Linked DNA regions of Sus scrofa: regions 1 and 3 are each linked to region 2. The links are chromatin contacts, called in public HiChIP or PLAC-seq and promoter capture Hi-C maps. All regions are on one chromosome and are shown on one strand. The core of a region is the stretch at or near the end of the contact, and the rest is flanking DNA. Distances in the headings are between cores, read along the strand shown.

Region 1 (4,823 bases), core at 2,131-4,630, 72 kb before region 2:
TCCCTCAATGAAATCTGAAGACCCAGGGCACCCACTTAGTTGATTCTGCTAACTCGTGGACAAGGGTGACTACAGATCCCCCAAATCATCCACCCCAATTTCTCATATTCCACTTATTTTGACCCTCCCCAGAAAGATTTTTCAACAAATTTTAGGCCATTGCTTTTGTTTTTAGGGCTGCACCTGGAAGTTCCCAGGCTAGGGGTAAAATTGGAGTTGCAGCTGCCGGCCTACACCACAGTCACAGCAACTTGGGATCTGAACTTCCTCTACAACCTCACTGAAACACCTGATCCCCAACCCACTGATCGAGGCCAGGGATCGAACGTGCATTCTCATGGATATTAGTTGGATTTGTTTCTGCTGCACCACAATGGGAACTCCTCAATAAATTTTTATTAAAAAAACCTCTGACCTTAGAATTTTCTGGTGGAATGCTGGACCTTGGAATGGAATGGAAGCTTGGCAGAAATGTGGCAGGTGTTCTGGGCAGGGTGAGCAATGGGTGTGAGCCCTGCTGGCCCCTATTCACCCTGGGCTCTCCAGTCACCAGGCCCACTGACCGAGTCCCTAGCCTGGCCCCGTGTCCCCAAGCAGCCACCCTGCCTCTGCAGCCAGCTGCTCACCAATGAACTGCAGGTGATGATAGTTCCTAATTGAAGTACTTTTTTGAGCACCAGCTACCTATTATAACTTCTTTAAGGGCAGTTATGGAAACCCAAGGCAGAAAGGGCCAAGGGGTGGAGTTGGCCAAGCTACAGAGACCCTGGGGCGACCAACATCATAGTTTCTCTTTTTTTGTTTTTTAGGTGATTTCTGGTTTTAAAGTAAAACCCATCACTGCAAGCACTAATGGCAATCAACTTAAGCAGCGAACAGCTGTATTTGAAATGTGACAAAGTATCTTCAACACAACTATTTTTCCTAATACCAATGACAACTTCTATTTAGTCCCAAGTCCCAGCAGCGATGGGGGCAGAGCAGAAATCTCTGGGATACAGAACTCTCCCAAGACATTATCCCTTCCCCAGGTTCACAGGTAAAGCCCAGGCACCAAGGGCCCTGAGCTGGGCTTCATCTTTGGGACCCAGAGACAGTGCAGCATGGTCCTGGTCCTCAGAGCCAGTCAACCACTTCAACAGATCAGACACCCTCTCAGACGACGACGACGGTGCCAGAGAAAAATTCAGGCATCCGTCCTGGCATCAGAAAACAAGCGTTCTACCTCCCAAATTCAACAAGCAATGCCCAGTACTGATCAAGTCATTTATCTAAATTCTCTTGAGAGCCCATAGTCCTCTTACCATGTGTGAGCTAATGACAACGAGAATCACAAATACGTATAGCCTCACCCTTCCCAGCATGCCGTTAAGAACCCACCATATATAAGAAAACATGATTAGACCCTGTATTTAGCTTCAAGCCCCTTCACCATTAGAAAAAGTGGTGTCATTGCCCAAGAGTATTTTTCTTGTTATTTAAAGTTATTATAGCTTGAGGAGTTCCCATCGTGGCTCCGTGGTTAATGAACCTGACTAGCATCCATGAGAATAGGGGTTCAATCACTGGCCTCGCTCAGTGGGTTAAGAATCTGGTGTTGTTGCAAGCTGCAGTGTAGGTCACAGATGTAGCTCAGATCCAGCATTGCTGTGGCTGTGGTGCAGGCCTGCAGCTGCAGGTCCAACTCAGTTCCTAGCCTGGAAACTTCCATAGGCCACAGGTGCAATTGTTAAAAAATTTAAGTCAAATAAATTTGCACGCCCCTGGGGATGAAACCCAGCTTAGCAGAACCACCGGCTATGCTGAATTTGGTGGGGCCTGGCATCGCCCACTCCCCTGCATCCTGTCTGCTGTCAAAGCCAAGTGCAAACCTACAATGAACAGGGGAGATTTGGACAGAGGAGAAGTGAAGGTGGGGAACATCTCTGCTCTCTCACTGTTACACAGAATAAAGTCCTAGCAGTTGTCCCTATATATAAACTATATGTGCTTAATAGCTGTACTGGTATAACCACCATTGAGAACAGTATGGCAGTCCCTCAGAAAACTAAAATAGAACTATCATATTATCCAGCAATCCCACTCCTGGGCATATATCTGGACAAAAATATAATTTGAAAAGGTACATGCACCTCTATGTTCACTGCAGCACTATTCACAATAGCCAAAACATGAAAACAACCTAAATCTCCATCAACAGATGAATGGATAAAGAAGATCTACTATATACCTACAATGGAATACTACTCAACCATAAAAAAGAATAAAATAATGCCATTTGCAGCAACCTGGATCCAACCAGAGATTATCACACTTGGTTAAGTCAGAAAGAGAAAGACAAATACCATGTGATGTCACTTATATCTGGAATCTAAAATACAGCACATATGAACCTATCTACAAAACAGTAACAGACTCACAGAATAGAGAACAGACTTGTAGTTGCCAAGGGGGAGGGGCAGAGAATGGGATGGACTGGAAGTTTGGGGTTAGTAGATGCAAACTATTACATTTTAAATGGATAAGCAATGAGGTACTACTATACAGCACAGGGAATTATATCCAGTCTCCTGGTATAGACCATGATGGAAAAGAATATAACAAAGAATGCAGATATATGCATGACCGGGTCACCTTGCTGTAGAGTAGAAATATGTGCAACATTGTAAATCAACTGTACTTTTAACAAAAAATAAAATTAAAAATATATCTGTAAATACATTCACCTTCACTAGCTGTAATTCTGGGAGATTTGGCTTTTGAGAACATTCACCCAGAACTAAGCCTAGTGAACAAGTTGGTCATTTAAGCTCCAGTGGGATCAAAAGTGAAATACAATTATATGATGCAAAGACTCCTGTGGGGGTTCACTAAGCAACTCTGATAATAACACCAAGATACGGTCTAAAATGTTCTTTTGAGCAACAACACGGGTTTTTAAAAGAAAGGTATTACTCGGTAATGTGATAAATGTTAAGGATAATATTTATTTAGATATATTAACCCCAGACTTATTTCAAATTTCACTTAATTATAGCTGATCCTCATTTTTAGTAGAAGATGTTACTAAATAAACATCAGATAATTACGGAATTACTAAATCAACTGTATTAGACTACTTGTACCTATGTGTCATTCAACGCTCCTTAACCCCTCCCCCCCACACACAAAATATATGGCAGATAAATGCTGTTACTTTTCTTATCCTCCTGGACCCAAGGCATTGCTCTATTTATGAAAGTCAATATCAGATGTCATTGAAAGGATCCACATGTAGCCTTCAAAATCCCCTGCTTCACCACGACAGTGGGGATTCTACCAACATGTGCACGGGAATCGGCGGAGGAGGCCAGTTCCCCATGGGCAGAATGTCAGGCCACCATCTGAAACACACACCAGGCTTGTATGCCAGTCAACATCCCCTCACCCCGCCCGCCCCACACTCACCTCATGCTGAGCCTGCAGCAGCAGTACCCTGAGTGAAAATCAAAAATGTTTACCAGTTTAAAAGGAACAGAAAAAACTGGAAGGAGCACTTTTTCTTCCCTAACACCTTTTGCATGTCCTCTCTGAACTGAGCGAGCCATTCATTCAACACTGAATTGCACGCAACCACCACACCTCCAGATTCTTAACCTCTCAACACTGTGCCCTCCAACATTCTAGTTCTCTTCCTCGGGCCCACATTTAAGTGGCCCAGTGAAAACCTGAGAAGTCATCCGAGAAGTTATCTTCCATTGTGTGTGTACTTGCTACTTTGTGGCAGCTCTATTCTCTTCAGTCCTGTTAAGTGTCTTATTGTTTTTTCATTCCATTTCCAATGGCATGGCAGTTTCAGAGCTTTCTCCCCTTTTCCCATGCACAACATGAACAAAATTAGGGACCCTGGCCAGCTTTATAGACTGTCCCTTCCACCAGGGGACACTTCCTTCCATCACCAATTTGAATCTCATCATACAAGCATCCTGTGCTCTTAACACCCCACAGCTGAGATTCCCATCCCAGCCTCCTGCCCTGCCCATCTTCCCGGATACCTGTACTTACATCCCCCAAGAAGCCTTTTCAGAACCCCCTACCATGCTCTCCTTTCCCCTTATCTCCCAAGCACTTACCGATACATCACTCACAAGGAACTGACTGTATGTTCGTTTGTATTGTTGGTATTTTTCAACAAACAAATGAAACGTCTGTGGGGACAATTCAATATGGGCAATACTGGTAAAACCATGTGCTCCCAGAGAGGGACCCACTCTTGCACCTTTTTTCCTCCCCATAAACCCTAGGAAATGTCTAGAATTGCAGAATTCCAGAACCTGAGCAGCAGAGGGCTCCATGGCCAATGGCTACACCAACTTCTGTACTTGGCTGGTGCTGAGGCTCAGACCACTGATGCACTGACAGGAACTCCAAAACGTACTGACTTTAAAATATCCATCACACAGAGTTCCCATCGTGGATCAGCAGAAAGGAATCTGAGTAGGATCCATGAGGATGCAGGTTCAATCCCCAGCCTCGCTCAGTGGGTTAAGGATCCGGCATTGCTGTGAGCTGTGGTATAGGTCACAGATGAGGTTTAGATCTGGCATGGCTGTGGCTGTGGTGTAGGCCAGCACCTGCAGCTCTGGTTCGACCCCTAGCCTGGGAACCTCCATATGCCACAGGTGCAGCCCTTAAAAAAAAAGAAAAAAAAAATCCATCACATCCGAAAGAATTAAAACTTTGTGCCAGGTGGCCCATTTACATGTTCTATTTGAGGCAACAGTACACAAGGCCATTTAATTAATATCCAAATACCTTGAGAGCCAATAATAGGTCAACAAAAC
Region 2 (4,668 bases), core at 585-3,084:
AGATGCCGTCACAGTGGAGGTTTTGTCTCTTCTGGTCTTGTTTAGTGACCCTCCCCCTCCCACCCACCTGACACTAGGTTTCCAGTCATTACTATTCTAACCAACCAACCTAAGATACCCCCTCCCCCCAATTTCCACCAAAGGCCTCTGACATCATTTTCTGACTGGCCTTGTTAGGTTCTAATATTCTCAGCATGTGCAATTTCACTTGGCACCCCTAACACTGAAAGGCACCAAAATATTTCACTGAAATGTGCTTTTCCAACACACTGTGACTGGGAACGTGCATTTCAGATGCAGAAGATTGACAAGTGTAAAACAGCAGATGAGGAAGGCACAGGACAGGCAGTGTCACAAGATCAAAGCAGGACATTCTTTGTTTAGAATAAAATAACCCTTTAAAATATGAACTTTCTGGGGACACTGTGAAATGAATTTTCTTGTAAAATGATCACCCAGCTTCCACACGTTGGGTAAATATGTGCAATCTATCTACAATCCCCAGATGAGACCGCTCCATCAGAAAAAAAAAAAAAATGAAACATCAAAAAACGGTACCAGGTGTCATTCCTGGGCCTTGTCCAAAGGCAGCCAGCGGAAGATTCTACGTTATTCTCTTCTCCCCACACTAAATAAGCACAATCAATGGAAGAGAAGAAGAGCATTTGGATTTGAACAGATGGCATCCAACACCTAACAAGAGAAGCAACTCTTTCGTGCCTTAGATGCTCAGTGTCTGATGGACCAAGGATCAGGAGGGCTTATTTGTCTTAAGACGGTTGGCAGCAGGATCCCCTGTAGTCACCATCCCAAAGCTTAGGAACATGCGTCATTATCCAGTCAACAACTAAAAGCAGAAAAATCAAACAACCACATTTTTAAAAAAATGTCCTCCTCTCTAGTCCAACTTGAGACGACAAAATCCAACACCATCATCAATTCTTCCATTTCAAGCCACAGAAAAATAAGCCTGAAGGTACACGAATGTATAAAGGTTAACAAACTTATCTAATTTTGACAAGGTTGTGCAACACCGAAAGAATCCGCAGGGCGCCCTTCCCGGGGGCGGGGGGGGGGGTGGTATTTGAATATGCCTGCTCTGCAGCTCTGTCTGCAATTGAAACTAAAAGCACAAACCCAGCTATTCAACTCCCCCCCCCCTCCTTTTAAAGTAGCATCCCTTTGGCAAAAAAAGCAAAATAGTAAACACACAAACATTTCAACGTTTTACCTGAGAAGGCCACCACGGATCTGTCTTTTGCAGAGCCCTACAAGTTTCCTCACTACCTATGTAAACACCCAACAACTCTTAAGGTAGAAAGGACCACATTCCCGGGAGGAAGGGAGCCTGCGGCCAAGGTGGCAGAAGTGGCCGGCCGAGGGGAGGGGACTCCCACCCCAACTCCAAGAGACTCACAGGCCCGAGCGCGGCTGTGAAGAGGGCACACTCGGGAGAGACCGCCCTGCCCTGCGGGACAAACGCTGGGACAGGTCAGTTACGGGGAGGGCGGCGAGAAGAGGAAAGACTCGAGAATGGGGGCAAATACAGCCAGAATAGCCAGGGTAAGATGAAGACCGGATGCCGCTGCAAGTTGGGGTCCTGATCCTGGGCGCGGGTGCGCCAACCTAGCCGCGACGCGGCGGTGGGGGCAGGGAGGATGCAGCCGGCGCAGGGCTCACCTGAGGGGTCCTCTCCGCGGGGTTTTTCATCACCGCCTGGCGGAAGCTGTTATCCACGTAGGACGCCATCTCCCCCCGCGGCCGGGAGCAGGGCCGCTCCGCGCCCTCGGCCGCCTCCTCCCGGCCCAGCGCCGCCGCCGCTGCCGCCGCCGCCGCCTCCGCCCTGCGCGCTCCGCCCGCCCGCCTCTGGCCAACCAGCCAAACCGCGGCGGCGGCGGCGGCGGGGCGGCCGAGCCCGGGGCGCGCGGCGGGGCGGGGGGCGCACGAGGCCCGAGGGTCCCTGCGGCGCCGGGCGGCCGGGAACCTTCTGCTTCCTCTGTGCCGCGCGGCCGGCAAGGCTCCCTCCGGGCCCTGGCTCGACACGCCTCCCCGGCTCCTCTCGGGGACTCTGGCGGCTCCTCCCGGCCCCGCCGGGCCTGAGTTATTTTTAGGGAGTTAGAGCGGCGGTGAAAGGGGAGGCTACGGGCGCCCAGGCCTCCTTCCCCCTGGCTTCTCTCGGGGGCTCGCGCCGCTGCCTCGGGTCTGCTGGAAGCACTCGGGCACCGGGGCGCCGCGGCCGCCGTCCGAGGGCCGTCTCAGGTCCGGGCTCTGCGAAGCGGGATGGCCTCGGCCGCCGTCCCCGCCGCGCCGGGGCTCTGTCTACTGCGCTCGGCCGTGCCCCCCGACTGCTGCTGTTGCTGCTGCTGCTGCTGCATCCCTTCGGGCCGCCCTGCCGCCGCTGCCGCTGCCGCCGCCTCAGCCGCCGCCGCCGCCGTGCGCTCCGCCGTCGCCGCCTCCCCCCATCGGCGCGCGCGGAGCGGCCAGAGAGCACCGCCGGGCTGCGCCCTCGGCCGCTTTCTCTCGGCAACTTTGTTCCCGGTCTGCACGGGCGCAGGAGGGAAGGGGCCACGGGCAGCCGGGTCCGGACTCCCAGCGGCGGGCGTCGCGCAGAGCCCCCCGGAGAGTGTTTGGGAAGCGGCGACTCCCCTCCTCTTCCCCACCTCTTCCTCCTCCTGCGCCTTCACGGCAGCCCAGCCGCTCCTCAGGGAGGAAGCGGCCTCCGGGGCCGGTCGCTTTGTGCTGCAACCATGGTGAAGCGTGAGTGACGGACCGGCGGCCAGTCTGAGTGCGCCGCGTCGGCGGGGGCGGGGCGCCCGCGGCGCCGGGTCCCGCCCTCCGCACCCTGACTCTGGCCAGGCGGCCGCGCCCTCACTCCCGAGCGGCATTTTCGGCCGCGTCCAGGTGCTCAGCGTCCCGGGGCGGCGAAGGGTCGTCCCCCTTGAGGCCGGGCTGACAGGGCCCCGCATCTCCTGGCCTGCAGGAGGCGGCGCGCCCAGGCGGAAGGCACAGGCTCCTTTCTCCCCGCTCCCCACCCCTTCCCCCGCTCACGCCGCGCCCCCTACCCACACCCCAGCCCGGATCCCGAGGGACCCTGCCGCGTCTGGTCGCCTCTGCAGACGACTCCTGGCGCCAGGCCTCGGCCGCTGGGGCTGAAAGTTAACCCGGAGCAGGAGTCCGGCCCGCTGCTTGGGCCTCCCTGGGCATCCGTTTTGAACCTAAGGCTTGGCTCCCGAGTTGTTTCAAAAGCGGTAAATCTTCAGAGGATTTATTTTGCTTATTTGTAACTTAATGCAGGGAAAGAGTTCCCTTCCTGTCTTCCGTGCCCATCAGGCACCTTCAGACGCTTAAATGACCACGAAACTAAGGAGCTGGAAACATGCCAGTTCCAACACTAGACCAAACACCTCCCAGACAGACACACTCCAGATCTGAAGGTGATCAGTCTTTTGCGCGAGACCCCGACCGCAAGTTCTGTGGCATAATCAGAGACACTGGCAGATGTGGCTTCTCATTAGGCAAGGTAAACCTCCAGACACCGGATCCAAGCCTGACTCTCTTGGTGCAGAGAGCTCTAGGACAGAGCCCTTTAAAGATATTACGGCGCCTGCTGCTTCCCCCCCACCCCGCCCCCGTCCTCCTCCTCGCTGAGCCAGGTCAAGGTGTGTAAGGTCAGCCAAGCTGCTGCACGGGCTCTGGAGTTCTGATCCTAGGGTTTTATTTTTAACTGCCTCCTCTTCCCTAACCCCCAATAAGTTCATGCTTTGCTGTCAGTATGGAGGCCATACTTACAGGAAGATTGTTACTTTCATGACCATCACGCTGAAGTTTTTTCAAATTTTCAAACATGCTTTTGCAACATCTAGTTTAAGTACTTGGGATAGGGTCCTTAAGTCACCTGAGTGACATTAAACAGATTGTGTACCTTCCTGGAGAAGAGATTGTTTCTGCCCAACCTTCTGAAACTGAATCTGAGTTACAAATTGTATCTCTAGACCTTTGCCCTGCATGCTCCCCCATATTTCCTTCCTTTCCCTTAGCTGAAGCCCAGCATCAACTCGGGAGGGGTGGGGGAAGGAGCAGGCTTGCAGGCTTTCACCCACAGCACGTGGAAGTTTTGGGGCCAGGGATCTAACCTGAGGCACAGCAGCAACCAGAGCCACAGCAGTGACAAAGATGGATCCTTAATCTACTGAGCCACCAGGGAACTCTCAGCATCAAATTCTTTGACATAGACCTCCCCACCTTTAAAAAGTGTTACTACAGCTCTGGAAGAGAGGCAATGAAAAAATCAAATCCAATGAAGTGAGAAAATATACCTGACATCTCCATCTGGTGTCTAGCAGACATCTCAGAATTAACATGTGCAAACCAGACTCCAGATCTTCTGCCCCAGAGGTGCCCCACCCACAGACTTCCCCATTCCAGCTAATGTCATATACACCATGTCACCCATTGCCCAGATGAAAAACCTTGGCTTTTTTTTTTTTTTTTTTTTTTTTTTAAGGCCATATCTTCAGCTATGGAAGTTCCCAGGCTAGGGGTAGAATTGCAGCTGCAGCTTCCAGCCTACACCACAGCTCACAGCAACACCGGATCCTTAACCCACTGAGTGAGGCCAAGGATCAGACCAGTGTCCTCATGGATACTAGTCCAGTTTATTATTGCTAA
Region 3 (4,686 bases), core at 943-3,442, 100 kb before region 2:
GGGAACAGGTCATCACAGCTCATGTTTTCAAAATGCTAATTTTTCTGGAGTTCTCGTTGTGGCTCAGCAGGTTAGGAACCAACATAGTATCCTTAAGGATGCAGGTTCAATCCCTGGCCTCACTCAGTGGGTTAAGGATCCAGCCAGCATTGCTACAAGCTGACAAGCTGCAGTGTAGGTCACAGATGTGGCTCAGATCTGGTGTTGCTGTGCCTGAGGTGTAGGCTGACAGCTGCAACTTGGATTCAACCCCCGGCCCAGGAACTTCCATATGCCACAGGTGCAGCCCTAAAAAGAAAAAAAAAAAAAAAAAAAGCGAATTTTAATAAACCTCTTCTAGGTAAGAAAACATCCCACGACTCACTAAAAATTGGCTGAAACTTATGAACCAATTTCATAGAAAAAGAACTAGGGTGGGCTCACGAACTTAAGAGAAAAGATGCTTTTATGATAATAAGAAAAATAAAATTACATTAAGCTACAGTTTTCTTTTTTCTTCTTAAATTTTTTATTCATGCCCTTTTTTACATGAATGCGATTTTTTTCATATTTTAAAGTTTTACTGAAGTAGTTGATTTACAAACTGTGGTAATTTCCGCTGTACAACAAAGTGACTCAGTTATACATTTACACACATTCAATTCTTTCAGATTCATTTCCCACATAGGTTATCACAGAATATTGGATAGAGTTCCTTGTGCTATACAGCAGGTCCCCATTGGCCAGTCATTCCAAATAACTCAGTGTGCATATGCCAATCCCAAACCCCCAGTCCACACCTCCCCCACCTGTCCCCTTTAATACCCGAGTTTGTTGTCCAAGTCTGTGAGTCTGTTTCTATTCATTGCTATTTGCTTTCAAAGCAAATCAGCAGCAAATCACTGCTTCCCCTCAAGCATCCTTTACCACTTTCCCAACTACTGAATGCTTGACAGCAAAGCCTCAAGAAAACAGGAAGGAAAATATTGTCAAACAAGTTTTAGTACAAGTGGAACCATGAAAGTAAATTTATTTCTCAAATGAAAATGCCTATTACTTCCAAACAGAATTTATACCCTTTTCTCTCCAATTTTTAGTCATTAGCTTTGCAATCAACAATCATTTACCTAGTTTAGGGGAGGAAATGTACTTGTCTTTCCTTTTTTTTTTTTCTTTTTAGGGCCACACCCAGGGCATATGGAAGTTTCCAGGCTAGTGGTCAAATTGGAGGTGCAGCTGCTGGCCTACACCACAGCCACAGCAATGCTGGATCCAAGCCATATCTGCAGCCTATGCTGCAGTTTGCAGAAACACCAAATCCTTAACCCAATGAGTGAGGCCAGGGATCAAATCTACATCCTTACGATTACTAGTTGGGTTCCTAACCCACTGAGCCACAAGGGGAACTGTACCTGTCTTTCTTAACATAGGGTGACAGCATTATTACTAATTCTGATTTACGTCAAGTAAAAATGTGTTCTGTCAGATGCAAGAATGGTGTAAGTTTTTTATTAACAAGTAATAAAACACTGAAATACCAAGAAGAAAAAATGAAATACCTTGTAAACTTATTTGAATCTGCTCTTGCACTTATGATGTTCCCTTTATCACCAAAAGGTTGGTCAAGGAAAATGAATTCTAGAAAAGCAGGAAATCAGGGTTGATCACCACTTACTAACTAAGCCTATGGTCAGAGCTGTGCAAAGATGCTCGGCCACACAAACAACGATCATTCTGTAGTTGTTACCTTGGTGCAAAGTACAACAAAGGCTGTCACGGTCCGGATTAACTGTGATGCAGAGAGTAGAACAAATATTCCCTGGCTTGTCACTGATTCCGTATCTGTTCATTTTGAAGGCAAATGACTATGGACAAAATTAACACAGGGTTTGTAAACTCAGCTTTCCTGGCTCTGATCTTCAAATACACATGAAGTGAAAGACACCCAGAGTCCAAGGTAGATAGATACTGTGACAGTAAATGTACTGGCCCCTGAACACTCCCAGACTTCCTTCACATCAGGAAGACCTCGGCAAAGAGCTGAGGAAGTCAGGCTGAGAAACTGGCCCTCTCAACCACTCCCACTTACTGGGTGATTCCAGCTGCCTGCTGGACAAGCTGTTTCTCCCCCTTTATTGAAAAGTTCAAATGGTAACTCACCAGAGCTGTTTTGGCTTGAGCAGATATTTGCAGAGAATGATCAAACATTTACTGGATTTGGTGAGTGTTGACAACATGCCATGCCAAACAGGAGTCATGATGGCTTTATTACTGAGTTGTCTCTTTTAAAGATGTATGCCCAGAGAAAGACAAATATCATTTGATACCACTTATACATGGAATCTAAAATGAACTTATTTGTAAAATAGAAATAGATTCACAGACATAGAAGACAAACTTATGGACACCAAAGGGAAAAAGAAGGGAGGAATAAATTAGAAGTTTGGGATGAAAAGATACACACTACTATAGATAAAACAGATAACCAACAAGGATATAGCCCAGGAAACTCTATAATCTTATAACCTATAAGGAAAAGAATCTGAAAAAGAATAGATATACATGTATAACTGAATCATTTGCTGTACACCTGGAACTAATGCACATTGTAAATCAACTATACTTCAATAAAAATTAAAATATTCATGCTTTACAAAAATAAACTAATTAGAACTAAGAATACAAAAACACTGAGTCTCATTTTAAAGATGTTTTGGAAAGAGCCACAAGCCAGGAAATCCTCCCCTCCACCTCTCCTCATTCCTGTACCCCAAGGTTGGTTTCTGGTCTGAAAATTCCCTATTGTGAGATGCCACCAAAAAATCTGTTTTACTTAATCAGCCAGAAAATTCTCCTGACTTCATGAGAAACGGCCAGGCTCCCCGCTCAGTCTCTCATTCGCAGAGAGGCATCAGGCAGGCAGTGTTTCAACAGGAGGCACACCTTGCCTCCCCTCCAGCTCTGCAAACACTCCCCTCAGTGCAGCTGCCACCTGGTGGCTCCGTGCAGGCCTAGCGATGGCTGTGTGTTTTCTAAGAAAAGGTGAAGGAGGAGAACCTAGCAGCAACAGCACTGAACTTTTCCACACTTAGAGGGAAGCAGAATGAATCTGAGATCTCACTTGCAGACATACGGGCAATGTGGCAGGCTAACAGAAGCTGACTAGTATAATAACAGTTATTATTAATCCTATTACCTAGGACTCACCCTGGGAGTTGATTCCGTCTAGTGGTTCTCAAGCTCTGATGAGCATGTGACTCACCTAGAATGCCAGTCAAAACTGTGTGGTCCCAGGCTCCCCGGGACCGGTCCTCTGGCAGCAGATCCATCACTTCACCTTCTAAACAACAACCTGGGTCGCTCTTATGTACAGGGCTTGTCAAGTTAAAATCAAACCCCAACAGGAACAAATGGCAGAAAAAACTACAATCCTGTCCTTACTGATGTGACTAGTTGCATCTGCTTTATTCACTCATGTCATTTTAATTTTTCTCAAAATAGTTGTCTTATGTTTTAAAATTATGAGCTAAGGCATCCCACCGAGGGTTGCTGACATGGCAATCTTGGATAAACTCTAACTTGCCATTTCCAAATACCATAGTCTTACATCACCAGGAACAGGGAGAAAAGGGAAGCCCAAAGATTAAAGAGGTGCATCCAGCAAGGCAGGTCTCACGGACTCGGAGAAAGGACCTACAAACATTAGATGGAGCTCTATGAAGGGGTACTGATTTGACTCCAACCTCCCCACCCCCCACCCCAATGCTTCAAGCAACATGTGAAAGCCACAAAAGCCCAGGTGTGCAACAAGACACTCTGAGGGCCTCTGAATGTGATGTCACCAACAGGGAGGAGGAAATGAATCAAGCCAAAAAAAAAAAAAAAAAAACAAGCAAACAAAACATAAACAGGCCACTGTAATGCAAGCACTTTGCCGCTCAGTGTGATCAGACAGAAGGACCCAGAAGCAATGAGGACTGAGAGGTCCCTGCAGCCCATTCCCCCCAGGCTGACCCAGAAGGGCAGGTCCAGCTGGCAGGACAGGAAGAGCCCGTGACCTGGCCCCTCTCTCCGCCCTGCCCCTCGGCACTACCCACAGCTGCTCCCAGCGCGCCTTCCACATCACACACACCTACACCCCATCTTTAATGTGATCTTCTCACTCACTGTTTCCCAAACCTCAAAATACTCACCCCATCTAATTTCTGCTAGTTTCTCTATAGCTCTCATTCCTAAGCCACTTGGGTATCTTCCTCCACCTACAGGCGGGCCTGGGTGCTGCATGCAGGAACGCCTGGGTCTCAGTCAGCACCAGCTTAGGGAATCGAGATCACCAGGCACTTCCCAGGGCAGCTCTCGGTTCCTTAGCAGGAGAGTCCAGCCCTTGGCGGCACAGCAGCTGAAGGCAGCTCCACACTGCCGCGCAAAAGCACAGGTTTAGGAGCGGACACTTTCACACCAGCCATGCAGTCCTGCTGAGGTTCTGGTTCCTCACAAGTGACCCAACCCTTTCCATTCTGCTCCCAGCCCCACACATCCTGGGCTCCAGGCGGTACCTGCTGAGCCACCACACACCTGGTCCCACCTACGCCTCAGGCCCCAGAAAAACCTGCTGGACAAACTTGCTGTGCCAGCTCGTAAAGGGGACCTTCCACCCAGAAAACTTGCTATTCATCCTTTAAATTCCAGTTTAACCACCACTTCCCC

The links. Promoter capture Hi-C pulls out the DNA fragments that hold promoters and counts their contacts. HiChIP or PLAC-seq counts read pairs in DNA pulled down with a chosen protein or histone mark.
Region 1: a contact with region 2 is called in an H3K27ac HiChIP or PLAC-seq map of skeletal muscle, with 5 times the contacts expected there. The contact joins the enhancer-like site here to the promoter of LOC110262100 in region 2. A contact is called at or near these places in 4 of 5 promoter capture datasets (fetal liver, fetal skeletal muscle and liver), 16 of 47 Hi-C or Micro-C datasets (alveolar macrophages, embryonic fibroblasts, fetal heart ventricle and 9 more) and 2 of 2 datasets of contacts at active chromatin or transcription factors (alveolar macrophages and skeletal muscle).
Region 3: a contact with region 2 is called in a promoter capture Hi-C map of liver, with 6 times the contacts expected there. The contact joins the enhancer-like site here to the promoter of LOC110262100 in region 2. A contact is called at or near these places in 2 of 5 promoter capture datasets (fetal liver and liver), 3 of 47 Hi-C or Micro-C datasets (brain, liver and skeletal muscle) and 2 of 2 datasets of contacts at active chromatin or transcription factors (alveolar macrophages and skeletal muscle).

The regions. Positions count from the first base shown.
Region 1 is chr8:48,092,433-48,097,255 of Sscrofa11.1, reverse strand. The region is part of intron 1 of LOC110262100 (rap guanine nucleotide exchange factor 6-like); the gene reads right to left. Among named protein-coding and RNA genes, the nearest start is that of RAPGEF2, 89 kb to the left of the region's middle. Within about 2 kb of position 3,380, at least 2 of the 83 cell types and tissues checked have an H3K27ac peak or open chromatin away from gene starts, as enhancers often do. A contact at or near this core is called in skeletal muscle, where this site is marked.
Region 2 is chr8:48,018,737-48,023,404 of Sscrofa11.1, reverse strand. It overlaps LOC110262100 (rap guanine nucleotide exchange factor 6-like), which reads right to left and starts at 1,834. Exons shown (of 7, transcript XM_021101306.1): 1 at 1,681-1,834. The coding sequence starts at 1,749.
Region 3 is chr8:48,122,262-48,126,947 of Sscrofa11.1, reverse strand. All of the region lies in intron 3 of LOC110262100 (rap guanine nucleotide exchange factor 6-like), which reads right to left. Among named protein-coding and RNA genes, the nearest start is that of RAPGEF2, 59 kb to the left of the region's middle. Within about 2 kb of position 2,192, at least 4 of the 83 cell types and tissues checked have an H3K27ac peak or open chromatin away from gene starts, as enhancers often do. A contact at or near this core is called in liver, where this site is marked.